Regions from separate parts of the Sus scrofa genome. Here regions 1, 2 and 3 are each linked to region 4. A link is a contact called in public Hi-C and HiChIP or PLAC-seq data. All regions are on one chromosome and are shown on one strand. Each heading gives the region's core, a stretch centred on a gene start, on an enhancer-like site or on the middle of the called end of the contact. The rest is flanking DNA. Distances are from core to core; before and after follow the strand shown.

Evidence for each region. Hi-C and Micro-C count contacts between places; a contact is called where the count stands out from the background. HiChIP or PLAC-seq counts read pairs in DNA pulled down with a chosen protein or histone mark.
Region 1: an H3K27ac HiChIP or PLAC-seq map of alveolar macrophages shows a contact between it and region 4. The contact joins the promoter of SEPT7 here to the enhancer-like site in region 4. A contact is called at or near these places in 7 of 47 Hi-C or Micro-C datasets (brain, embryonic fibroblasts, heart right ventricle and 4 more) and 2 of 2 datasets of contacts at active chromatin or transcription factors (alveolar macrophages and skeletal muscle).
Region 2: a contact with region 4 is called in a Hi-C map of subcutaneous adipose tissue, with 4 times the contacts expected there. The contact joins two enhancer-like sites. A contact is called at or near these places in 24 of 47 Hi-C or Micro-C datasets (adipocytes, adipose tissue, alveolar macrophages and 16 more) and 2 of 2 datasets of contacts at active chromatin or transcription factors (alveolar macrophages and skeletal muscle).
Region 3: a contact with region 4 is called in an H3K27ac HiChIP or PLAC-seq map of alveolar macrophages. The contact joins the promoter of HERPUD2 here to the enhancer-like site in region 4. A contact is called at or near these places in 5 of 5 promoter capture datasets (fetal liver, fetal skeletal muscle, liver and 1 more), 8 of 47 Hi-C or Micro-C datasets (epiblast stem cells, fetal skeletal muscle, liver and 4 more) and 2 of 2 datasets of contacts at active chromatin or transcription factors (alveolar macrophages and skeletal muscle).

What each region holds. Positions count from the first base shown.
Region 1 is chr18:38,182,009-38,185,039 of Sscrofa11.1, reverse strand. SEPT7 (septin-7) reads left to right here and starts at 1,686. Exons shown (of 14, transcript XM_003360171.5): 1 at 1,686-2,132. The coding sequence starts at 2,072.
Region 2 is chr18:38,257,436-38,260,418 of Sscrofa11.1, reverse strand. All of the region lies in intron 2 of LOC102161969 (a long non-coding RNA gene), which reads left to right. Among named protein-coding and RNA genes, the nearest start is that of HERPUD2, 26 kb to the left of the region's middle. Within about 2 kb of position 1,423, at least 27 of the 83 cell types and tissues checked have an H3K27ac peak or open chromatin away from gene starts, as enhancers often do. A contact at or near this core is called in retroperitoneal adipose tissue, skeletal muscle and subcutaneous adipose tissue, where this site is marked.
Region 3 is chr18:38,282,907-38,285,770 of Sscrofa11.1, reverse strand. It overlaps HERPUD2 (homocysteine-responsive endoplasmic reticulum-resident ubiquitin-like domain member 2 protein), which reads right to left and starts at 1,251. Exons shown (of 9, transcript XM_021078631.1): 1 at 731-1,251; 2 at 114-527. The coding sequence starts at 260. LOC102161969 (a long non-coding RNA gene) reads left to right here and starts at 1,329. Exons shown (of 5, transcript XR_002340256.1): 1 at 1,329-1,639.
Region 4 is chr18:37,824,885-37,827,889 of Sscrofa11.1, reverse strand. It overlaps EEPD1 (endonuclease/exonuclease/phosphatase family domain-containing protein 1), which reads left to right. Exons shown (of 8, transcript XM_013985720.2): 7 at 2,190-2,384; 8 at 2,770-3,005. The coding sequence ends at 2,969. Among named protein-coding and RNA genes, the nearest start is that of KIAA0895, 110 kb to the right of the region's middle. Within about 2 kb of position 1,534, at least 20 of the 83 cell types and tissues checked have an H3K27ac peak or open chromatin away from gene starts, as enhancers often do. A contact at or near this core is called in alveolar macrophages, fetal skeletal muscle, mesenteric adipose tissue and 3 more, where this site is marked.

The DNA.
Region 1 (3,031 bases), core at 437-2,936, 360 kb before region 4:
TGAGCAATTCGGCACAAATGGAGTTTTAAGAAACAATATTAAGACACAAAATAAGTTGTTTCCTTAGGTAAAATTTCCTTTATTAAAAAAATTACTTGGAAACCTTTCAACAAGAGTATAGAAAATAATTACAATTTAACACCCATGTATCCTCCAGCTACCTTTAAGGTTTTGCCACATTTTTTTGCGTATTACTTTTGGTGGAAAATAAAACATACTACAAGTGAACTCAGTTACCTTCCCTTCTATTCCTCTTAGGAAGTAACTGCTATTCTGAATTGGTATCTACAACTTCCTTATATGATTTTCAGTTTGATCTCACAGTTTATTTTCAAACTTTTATTTATGGTATACCATATACATCTTCTGTGAGTTGTTTTCCCCCCTCTCAATATTATGTTAATGAACTCCAAATTAATACTAGTAGCTTCTCATTAATTTCCATTTTTACCATTCTGTGTATGTCAGTCTGTCCAATGATGTAACTTATTCATTCCTTCTCCTGTAAATGGACATTGAAATTAGCTCCTTCATGGCTCGGGGTTAAGGATCTCAGCATTGTCACTGCTGTGACTCTGGTTACAGTTTGTGGCTGTGGGGTCCATCCCCATCCCCAGAACAGCCAAAACAAACAAACAACTCCCAGATAACTACACTCCCCGACACACACACACACGCAATGCTGTTATGAACACGCTTGTGCGAGCTCATATACAATTGCTCCGTTGCATACGACAGGGAACTATAGCTAATCACTTGTGATGGAGGATAATGTGAAAAAAAAGAATGTGTATCTGTGTATAGCAGATACACAGCAGAAATTGCTGTACAGCAGAAATTAACAGAATATTATAAACTAAAAAAAAAAAATCCTCCATAACATACAGCTTAACAGGAAAGATAACTCGTGTGCATGAATTAAGACAGCGATTAATTTTTAGGAAAGTACAAAAGACCAGGGTTTGCTCTGAGCAAAGTGAGGCTACTTTTACTAGAAAGTATTTGGCGAAGGTTCCAACGACTCGGAGACATTCACTGCTAATTAACCACACACTTTAACCCTTCATTAATCTTTAACTGATAGCCAATAGTTTCACGTGTGTCCATTCATTTCCTTAACTAGATAGAGTGCGAGCGCCACGAGGACCAAACCTGCACCAACGAGCTAAGCCAACACGAATGAATGTGACCGTGGAGAATCCGCAGTGGAAGCTGCAGCAGCTGACCTCTTGGCTCTGCCAGGCCACCAGAAAGCGACAGCGCGAGGGCAATGTCGGGTTAACCAGGGCCTAATCTCAGTTTCTACTCCGAAAGTCAAACTGAGTAAACAGGTATAGATTGGGGCATAGGCACCTGCCTTTAAGGGTCTCTCTTCACTGGCACGGGCGTTGCCGCCAGGTCAGTAGCTAGGAGCCCAGGGGTGGACGCGGCCCCGCCCCAATCATAGCCTCCCGCTCTGGCCTCTTGCAGCGGCGCCTCTTTGCTTTACGCCAACTTCGTAAGGAGGCGCTAAAGCCAATCCGGCGGCTCTCCCAGCTCCAAAACCTGACGTGAAATTGTGCGGGGCTGCATTTACGGCGGCCATCTTTGATTCGGGCAAAACCACACCCTCGCGCCCAACCGGCCCCTCCCTCTCAGCGTCCCCAGGCTTTTTACCCACAAACGTAAGGCGTTAACCTTAGAGGCAGTGTTGAAGAAACACGCACAGAGGCCTGAATGTCCGTGACCCCAAAGGTGCCAAATCCCGCCAATTTTAACATGGCGGCCAAACCAGAAGAGCAAAAGAGTGCTGACGCCAATGAAGTCATGCTCGAAAAACGAGCAAGTCGGCAGGGCGCCGAGGAAGTAATCTCGCGAGATTGAAACCAGCCGCCTCTGGGCCCGGAAGCCTAGTCTGAGGGGGCGGGGGAGGGAGTCGGAGTCAGGCGAGAGCCAGTGGAGGAGTCCTCCTGCGGTCGTCTGCGTAAGCGGGGCAGCGACGCCGGGCGGCTACGCCGCGAAATCGGCGTAGGCGGCTTTGGAGAATCGGCGGGCTGCGCTGCTCCCGGGCTGGTCGCGGAGGGGGGAGGGGATGTCGGTCAGTGCGAGATCCGCTGCTGCTGAGGAGAGGAGCGTCAACAGCAGCACCATGGGTGAGTCTCAGCTTTGGGCCGTCGCGACTCGGGTCGGCGGGTCTGGACGCAGGAGGGTTCTGCGGCCGTCTGGCCGGGCGAGGGTAACGCCCTGGAGCAAGGCGGGGGGCTGCGGCGAAAGAAGGTGGGGCGGGGGCGACGAAGGGCCCGGGGCGCGGTGGCGGCGGGCCCGGGGGGAGGGGAGGCGGCGGCGGCGGTGACAGTTTGAATTGAATGTGCGGAGAGCCGAGGCGGCGGCATTTCCTGTGCCGCGGCGGGCGGGCATGGGGGGCCGGGAGACGTGAGCCGCCACACCGGACCCGCGGCCTCCGCGGACGGAGCTGCCCGAGCGGGGTCGTCTTTCCCTGGCCCGCCTGTTCTGCGGCCCTGCTTCCCCCGCTCGGCGGTCGCAGCACCCGCCGCGGAGCTCCCCTCGTGGAGGAGGGGGCCTGGAGAGGAGGGTGGGGGTGTGTGCGCGCGCCCGGGTGAGGGTGCTGTGTGGGCTGACCCGGGGAGGGCGGCGGCGGGGAGGGAGGAAGAAGGATGCACCAGGCTGAAGCTGCGGTGGAGGCGGCGGCGGCTGCAGCGGCTGAGCCGCGCTGCCTCCTCGCACCTTCTCCCCGCCTCTCGGGGCTTCCCCCCGGCCCCCGGCGCGGCCCCAAAGGCCGGTGGATGGCGGGCGAGGCTTGAGTAAGAAGGATAATGAGCCTGGTTTGGGCTAAATTTTTAGGAAAATGGTAAAAGAGTGCGCTTAGGAAGGGCGCCCTCCCCAGGAGCGGAAAGGGTGGGAAGGGTCGCTGGAAAAGGGAGGGAGTCGGAGATACGGACTGTTGATATTTAACGAAATTCATTTTTGGAAGCATTTCAGTATTCTCATTTATTCTCTTAAGAAGCCTTTTCATTTCCTTTCCTCCCCTACG
Region 2 (2,983 bases), core at 174-2,673, 430 kb before region 4:
CTGGGCCTGATCAGGCACCAAGAATGACAGAGAGACTGGCACAGGTGAGTGGCAGTTACTGGACAGGACAGACCAGATTGAACAGTACTATAGCTGAGGCCATGTGGGCATTGACTCAGGGAAGTTGAGGCACTTATGAAAAAAGTAGACAGACCCAGTAGGTAAGCCAAAGTAGTGAGTGGTCAGGATGAACAGAGACAGGGCAGGCCAGATGGCTCTTACTCTGTGTCCAACCTTCCAGCTTCCATCAAATAACCAAATTAAAATAAATCAATTTAAGCCAAGGTCAATTTTAAATTCTATGTTTTGCTGGTAAAACAGAATCATTAACTATATCAATAATGTCTGTCCTAAACCCATTATGAAATGGGAGCAATTGTATTCTTTATTATTGGTCTGGATATGTTCAACAAAAAAAGAAAGGATGAAGGCAAAACCATGCAACTATTTTTTTTTAAAACTGATGCACATTAATAAGATCTAGGGAATCTTGAAGAGATTTAATTGATAGTGTTGAGATTTATATAATTTTATGTTGTAAATTCATTTTCGAGGAATAATTTACTTCAACTAGTCACATTTTTATCTTCCACTAAATTGTAAATTTAATTTAATGAAAATAACTACTATTTAAATACTAACATAGTCCTTTTCTTTATATAAAACATAAAAGAGGAGTTCCCATTGTGGCTTATTGGTAACAACCCTGATTATTATCTGGCCTCAGGTTCAATCCCTGGTTTCGTTCAGTGGGTTAAGTATTTGGCGTTGCCATGAGCTGCAGTATAAGCTGAAGTTGGGGCTCTAATCTGGCATCGCTGTGGCTGTGGCGAAGCCCGGCAACCCCTAGCCTGGGAACTTCCATTTGTTGTGCACATGCGGCCCTAAAAAGCAAAAAAAAAAAAAGAGAGAGAAAGAGAGATTGTTTATGTATGTATACATATATGTGTCAAGACTGAAAATGAAACTCGGGTTCAAGACTTTAGCTAAGCACAGATAATTGACAAACTCACGAGTTAGAACTTACAAAATTCCATTGTGAAGTTGACTAACTTGTTAGTGTAAATAAGACTATCAGCATATAAAAAAAGGTAACCCTGTCTCAGTTGTAGCTATAGATTGCAAATCTTGTGTTCGTTCACATGTTTGCCAATAGATCTAAAGACTTTACTGAAAGCAGAAAATAATTAGAATGAAAACGGAAGTGTAAATACAATCCTAGTTGATTAATATGCTCATTGTACTTCTTTCTTATGATACTAGCAAATATTCCGTTTTTAAGTTGATCTGTGATACATTCAGCAGTATCATGGGAGCATAATTTTTTTAAATGGTTTGTCCAAAGTTTCTATCAATCCCTCCTAGCAACAGAACTAAGTGTTAGTTATTGCTGCCTGAGTTACAACAGCTGCCCTGGTAAGCTTGTCCAAATGGCGAATTAAATGCTATTCACAGTAATATCTGGTCTTTCCCACCCCCAAACATACACAGAAGATTTTTGTCATTCCTCACATTGGGCAATAGAAGTAACTCTAAAGGCAAAACGTCCTTCCACCTGTTTTATGCAGTAAGACAGACTCCAAGTGCGAGGTGGTGAAGGGCTGTTTCCTTGAATGGCAGCTGAATGTGCCAGCAGGATCTTTGGCAGCAACACCCGGGCACTGAAGCTGGGCATTCAGGAGAACTACATGGAGAAAAGAAACTTGAGCACACTGCTTCCTGGAACACTGAGAACCTGAATGGGAAATTAAGAAGCACCAGATTCTCTCTAGCCTTACACCAGCCAAGGTCAGATTTCCAAGCTCCTATTTATTCTAATCATTCCCCCCAAAGTGCTATTGCAATTGATGAAATAATGAAAATGCCCTCTTTTCCTTTTAGAAAATAGTGTTATTTACTGCTGTATTATGCTCCTGCTTGAAAAAATTTTTCCCATCCTGAAGTAACAGCTTCTTACCACAAATCAAGTAAGACCATGGTGAAGAGGTTGAAGGGAGACAAGGACTTACTCTGCATCTCAAAGGGCAGCTCCCTGGGAGAGGGTGCTGGATAGGCCAGCTTGCTTGTTGACCATCTTGCTAACAGAAAGCTGGGGCTAAAGTCTGACCTCTGCCAATTTGGCAGACACATATCTCCTCACTCAGCAGGACACCTAAGCAGGGACAAACTTAGGCAGGAGTAACTGCCACAGTAGAGCACTTATTGCCAGGAAAGAGGGTAAATCCATAGCAAAAGACCCAGGGCAAGTCACGGGCTTTTATTAAATGGGTGCTATCTGCCTGGCGCCCTCTGGAACCCAGTTTCAAACCTAAAACCTAGCAGTTTAGGAGAATAATAACCACCATCTGAGGGGGCAGGGGAGAATTTCTTTAGCAATTTTTTTTTTTTTTTTTTTTTAGCAATTTTCAGTTTTGCAGGAAGCTTTAAGGAATCGTTTACTCAAAAGCCTCAAGGATGATTTTAGTTAGAAAAAAAAAAAAAAAAAAGCTTGACTCCTTGGTTTCCTCTTGGGAAGATAAATTCATTATTATTTAACAAATGTGTTTGCTTATAAACAAATTCTTTCAAAACAGGATTCTGTCGGGGAAACTCACATTAAAAGGAGTTTTTCCATGAGGAAGAGATTAGAAAATCCTGTCCTGGCAAAAATTCTTAGGGGATAATTTTTAAAATTGTTTTCATAAAATTTGCAGTGGCTAACTTCCCGTTAAACTCTGTATCTAATTCAATCAAAGTACTAATGACTTTAGAAGATTGTTGGAGGAGTGGCTGTGGGAAATTCCAGAGCTGCTGCTGCCTGCAGAGACTTCTTTACTGACTGTCTCAGATCCCAGACAATGCCTTATTTGCCAGAGCTGCAAGGAAATGGCAGAAATTTAGTAAAAGTAGGTTCTTGCTTAAGCCAAGGGAACTTCCCTTAGAGTTGTGGATTCTTCAAAGATGTTTTACCGACGCAGAGGCCAAGCATGCATATAGACTTCCA
Region 3 (2,864 bases), core at 2-2,501, 460 kb before region 4:
GACCTATTTGATTCAAGGGGAGTTGGGGGAGAGGGGATGAGCGGGCGTTAAGGGAATACTTGGCACGAAAAGCTGCCGGCCAGAGCAGCTGCGCCCAGCTTTTAGACACTTACTGGTTTGCTAGGGTACACGTTAGACAGATGCGTTTTTAGTTTCCCCACGGTCCAGTTCAAGAAGCAGCTAATAGTCTGGTCACTGTATTTCTGATTCGGTGCTTTAATGATGAGGGTCACAGGAATCTCCATCCCATTTTGGTCCATGGTGCCCCCAAAGTCGAACAGAGTCACAAGGAGCAGCAGTTAAGCCTAAACGAGCCGAGGTGGTTACTGCCGGCGTGGCTGGGATGGGTACGGAAGCGAGTGGGTTGTTAATATCCCGTGTCCAAGTCAGTCACAAGTGCATCGGGCGATACAAAGGCCATTGCCGGCACCGAGGATGATGGACAGTGGCGGCAGCGGCGGCGGGGTCTGGGGCCCGGCCCAGGGTGCAGTTCTCCCCGCCAGGTCTAGGCTTCGCCGGGCTCCGGACTGCAGAGGGAGGCCGGGAGTAGAGAGAGAAAGCAATGAGAAGGGAAGGAGGGGTGAGGGCGCGACAACCCGAGCCCCCGCCCCGCCCCCGCCGCGACCCCCAAACTGAAACGCAACAAGGCCCCTACGCGACGGTCCCGCAACGCGGGCTGGAGAAGGGGGACGGGCCGCTTAGGGTGGTCAGGTGCGACAAGCAGGGCTACCTGTGAGATGGCCGCAAAGCCCGCCACCGCCGCCCTCTGCGCCCGGGCAGGGCCACTGGCCTCACTGTCCGGCCAAGCGTCCTCCGCTGAGGTTCTCTTCCTGCTGCTTGGCGGCGGCCACGGCCCGGCCCCGGGTCTCGCGAGGCGGCGCGGTGGCAGCGGGAGAAGTTGGCCGAAGGGCGCGGTCCGCTCTCGGCCTGACCGCTCGGTCTGAGCAGTGCTAGGCAGGGCGGCGCACCGCCAGGCGCGACCGAAGCGGCGGCAGGTGGCAGGAGGGCGGGGACTAGAGCCCAGGCGCCGGCCGCGGGCGCGCAGTTTTGTTGTTGTTATGAAGAAGGTCCGGGTTCCCTTTAAGCTGGAAGACCCAGGGCGGAAGTGCGTCATGCGCCGCCCGCAGCGGGGCGCGGTCTTCCCGGCCCTGCGGCCTGCTCTCCGCCCGCGCCGACCAGGGATACCCCGGACCGAATTCCGGGTCGCCCCGAAGCCACGCGGGCGCGTCTGAGCCCGCCAGGCCTGACCCTTCGCTCGGCTCCGCCTCCCCAGCGGCCCTCAGGCCTCGCCACTAGCGTAGGTGGCGCTAGTACATTCTGTTTTGACCAAACCCTAAAGACTTGTTAAGTGTTCCTCCACCCTTAGCGTTGTTTTTGCAAAAGTTAGTGTCCTTCCCGATGCTGAATCAAACTTCTGCTCAAAATGTCTTGTGTCGGCTGTCTGTAAAGCACTGGAGCTTTGGCGGAGCAGAGACTGTGAGACAACATTACTTAAGGAGAAGGGTTTCAGTTCAGATGCCCGGAGTCTGCTTCTACTTTCGTTTTACCCTGCCTAACCTTTCTGAGCCTCAGTTTACTTCTCTAAATGGGACAGTCATGCCTGCCTGACAGCGTGCTGCTCAATAAATGAGCTATGTAGGTAAGCCACCTGGTACAGTTCTGGCAGACTCTCAGTTCCATTTCTTTCCTTTGTCTTCTCTAAAGTTGATGAGTGTTTACTGAGCACCTACTGTGTGTTCAGTACAGTGGGAGATGAAGCGGGATGGCAGTGTTATTTTTGTTTTATGGCTTAGACAGGGAAGGCGAACTTTCTTCAGTCTACCTCCCAAAGCTGACTTACTCTCCATTTTCTGCACGAGTTTTAGGAGTCCATGCAGTAAGTTAAGTTTGTTAGACGTGCATTTTCATAGCTCCAAGCTTCCACTACAGGCGAATGCAAGCAGTTAATGTAAGGGGCTTTGGGGACCTGGTCTCTTCCCCTCTCAGCTTCACGGGGATTAGTGGAAGTTAGTGACCAGAGGAAATTCTTCCTCTCAACAGCTAATGCAACAGGATCCCTTACACCCCCTCGTTCACCTCTTTCTTTATGGTAGATCACCTACCATATCTTAACTGTACCCTCTCAATGCTCTTTTGAAATAAGAGTGAAATTCTCTATTTTTAGCATGGAATGAGAACAGCTTGCTTTGACTTGGGTTTTTGGTAGCAGACCCTGGTCTTTTTCTACCTATTGTCTAGTCATCCTAATAGAAGCTTAATACTAGCCACAAATACTTATTCAGACTCCTGTACACCTAGCAGCAGCCATTTGACGCAGTTCTAGACCACCCCACTTCTAGATGAAAGCTGGAGTTGCTGCTGGGGCTTCTAGGAAAGCTTTCAGATGAACATGTTCTGCAGACCAGAGCTCATCCTTGCCCTCCACTTGTCTTTCTTCCTGGAGGAATGTGATGCCATAAATGGGGCAGCCACAGCTCAGTCATGAAGCAACAAACAGGAGAACAAAGGCCTATGTTAAGAGGTTGGCAGAGCAGAACAATGAAAGAGGCTGGATCCTTTGTGGCATGATTGTGCCACCATATGTCCTAAGCTGTCTGTTCTAAGAATTCTTTTATGTCCAGTTCCTATTTAAACCAGAAGGTCTCCCCAACCACCACACCCACTATAAGCTCCTGTCACTTAACGCTTGTGACTCAGACTTCCAGGAATTCTTTAATGTGGTCATTTCACTTGACACTGTGAAGTATATGTTATTAGTATTAAGATGGAATGTATATTTCACTGCGACAGGCATTATTTAGAGTTCATCAAATATTCACTAACATGGACAAAAACATTTAAAAATGTAATGAATATATGAGTAT
Region 4 (3,005 bases), core at 285-2,784:
TAAGGAGCCCACCCTGGTGAACGGCCCTTTAGGAGAATTCAGGCCCATGCATATCTGTGGCCTCTAAAGAAGACTGGAGTTCCCGTTGTGGCTCAGTGGGTTAAGAACCCAACATAGTATCCGTGAGGATGCAGGTTCAAACCCTGGCCTGGCTCAGTGGGTTAAGGATCCGGTGTTGCCGCGAGCTGTGGTGTAGGTCACAGATGTGGCTCAGATCCTGTGTTGCTGTGGCTGTGGTGTAGACATACAGCTGACGCTCCAGTTTGGCCCCTAGCCCAGGAACCTCTGTATGCCTCAGGTGTGCTGTAAAACAAAAAGAGAGAGAGGAAGAAGATGAGTTGTAAGAAACCTGGATGATTCAGTTCAAAAAGAGTTGTGTCAGAGTTCCCATCGTGGCTCAGTGGAAACAAATCTGACTACCATCCATGAGGACGCAGGTTCGATCCCTGGCCTCACTCACTGGGTTAAGAATCTGACGTTGCCATGAGCTGTGGTGTAGGGCACAGAGGCATGGCTGTGGCTGTGGCATAGGCTGGCAGCTGCAGCTCGGATTCAACCCCTAGCCTGGGAACCTCCATATGCCGAGGGTGCGGCCCTAAGAAGACAAAAGACAAAGAAAAAAAAAAGAGCTGTGTTGTCATCCCTGACATTACACAGAGCTGAGTTTATTGGTCCTTGGCACCAGCGTCTCTCCTGGTTTCGGAATTGTCTTTTCCAGTCCAAACTTTATAGGCTTGCATCCCCGTGAAAAAAGCTCTACGTGGGAACCTTCTGCCTCCATCTTTCTTAATATCCGTTTTCCGTGATATTCAGTAAATGTAGCATCTTTCTCTTCTTTCTTTTCAAAAATACCCTGCACTTTAAATCTGAGGTTTTTCTCGTCTCTCTGTCACCATTTATTCCACACGTGTGGATCGAGGGTCTGCCAGGCAGCAGGCTCTGCTCCAGGCATGGGGGGCTTTTCTGTTCTCGCTCTTTGTTAAGAGCCCTGGGTTTGAGAGCTGCCTGGGGGATGTGAGCAAACCCTTCCACCTCTCAGGGCCTGATACCCTGCGAGGGCTCAGCAGAGGGTCATGAGCCCTGGCCACGTGTAACTTGTCAGTAGTAATATTCTCTAGTTGGCTTTCCTGTGGGAAGTTGGCACTGATTTCTCAAGACAGCTTGGTTGGGCTTGCCCTGCTCTGGGTGCCAAGGTAGCTGTGATCTAGCAGGAGGGATTACATCTCTGTGGGTCACACTGTGACTGCGGAAAAGGCTTCTGTCCCTCGCGCCCCCTGGAGGAGGCGGTCACGGGCAGGGCACGAGTGCCCTCTGCTGGTAGCTTTGTGTTATTTCCCTTTCAATTTCTTTCTCCAGCCATTATTACTGAAGCACATTTGCATCAAGGAAAAAGATTTGCTGAGGGTCTCAGATGCATTTGGCCCTCGTTTATGAACTGCTTTCCTTAAAGCTTCCCTTGAAGGGTGTGACAAGAATGCCGTTCCCTGCGGTAACCTGGCTCCACTGAAGGGAACCTCGAGACAGGAAGTGACGGTCCAGTTGGGCCGTCAGTGGGAATCCCAGGGAATGTAGCTAGGCCATCTGGCCTTCCTGAATGATCTACTCACTTTGGAAAAGACTTCACAACTATCTCACTTACTCTAGTAAATCAAACTCTGACAGAAATGTTGAAATACTTTAAAAAGAAAAGCTTTCCACTTTGTCTGAGTCTCCTCGGGCCACCATGACAAAATGCCACAGACTGGGTGGCTTCGACAACAGACACTTGCTTTCTCACAGTTCCAGAGGCTGGAAGGTCCATGATCAAGGTGTGGGCGGGGTTGGTTTCTTCTCCTTGACTTGTAGAGGCCGACTTCTCCCTGCATCTCCATGAGGTCTCCTCTGTGCTCCTTAAGTGTTTGTTGAGCTTTTGTTAAATATCTAAGTGTGACTTTTAAGCCTTCTATGCTGTGAGATTTGGAACCCATGATCCAGAACAACAGTGATCTCTGCATCACATCTCCAGATGTGTCACTGACCTACCCTTAAAGTTGCAGGGAAGAGGCGGGGTTTTGCGCAAGGAATTTGGAAAAATTGGGAGAATAACTTTGGGGAGTCAAATGAGAGTCCTCCTCCCGCTCAAAGGAGCTGTGATCAGTGTTGGTTTATTTCACCTCATTCATTCCTGACTTTCTTTCTTCTACTTCCAGGAGAAAAAGATGTGATCGTCTTAGGGGATTTCGGCCAGGGGCCAGACAGCAGTGACTACGACATCTTGAGGAAGGAGAAATTCCACCCCCTGATCCCCGCGCACACCTTCACCAACATCAGCACCAAGAATCCTCAAGGCTCGAAGACGCTGGACAACATCTGGATCAGTAAAAGCTTAAAGAAGGTTTTCACAGGTAAAGCATAAGTGCTGTTCAGAAACCAGTAAGAGACACCCGTCTGAACTGATGCTTTCAGATCATTTGGTCTGAATAAAAGCCACAAGCGAATTTCCCTCCTCTGTGGGCCTCTTTTGGGGTTAACTTTTAGGTGGCTGTATTCAAACAGAGCCACTTTAAGAGTGAAGGAGGGTGTGAAAAATAATGAAAGGCACTCACTGATCTGCAGCGGGGGAAGGCAAGTGTGTCCTGGACAGACCTCGTTCTGAGCTGAGACAGTTTGCACAGGCAGACAGGATGGCTGGGGGGGTCTTGTCGGGGAGCCCACCCCACCGCTGCCGGCTGGCCTATGACCTCCCAGCCCCCAGCCTGACCTCTGGGTCCCTCTCCCCTCTGCCTCCAGGTCACTGGGCTGTCGTGAGAGAAGGCCTCACGAACCCTTGGATTCCAGACAACTGGTCCTGGGGCGGAGTGGCTTCGGAACACTGCCCCGTGCTCGCCGAGTTTTACACGGAGAAGGACGGCAGCAGGAAGGAGGGCCCTCGGAACAGCAGCGGGGTCACCCTAGAGCCAAGTGAGGCCAACATTAAGCACGAGCGATGATGACGCCAAGTCGGTTTTCCACCCGCAACCCCGGAG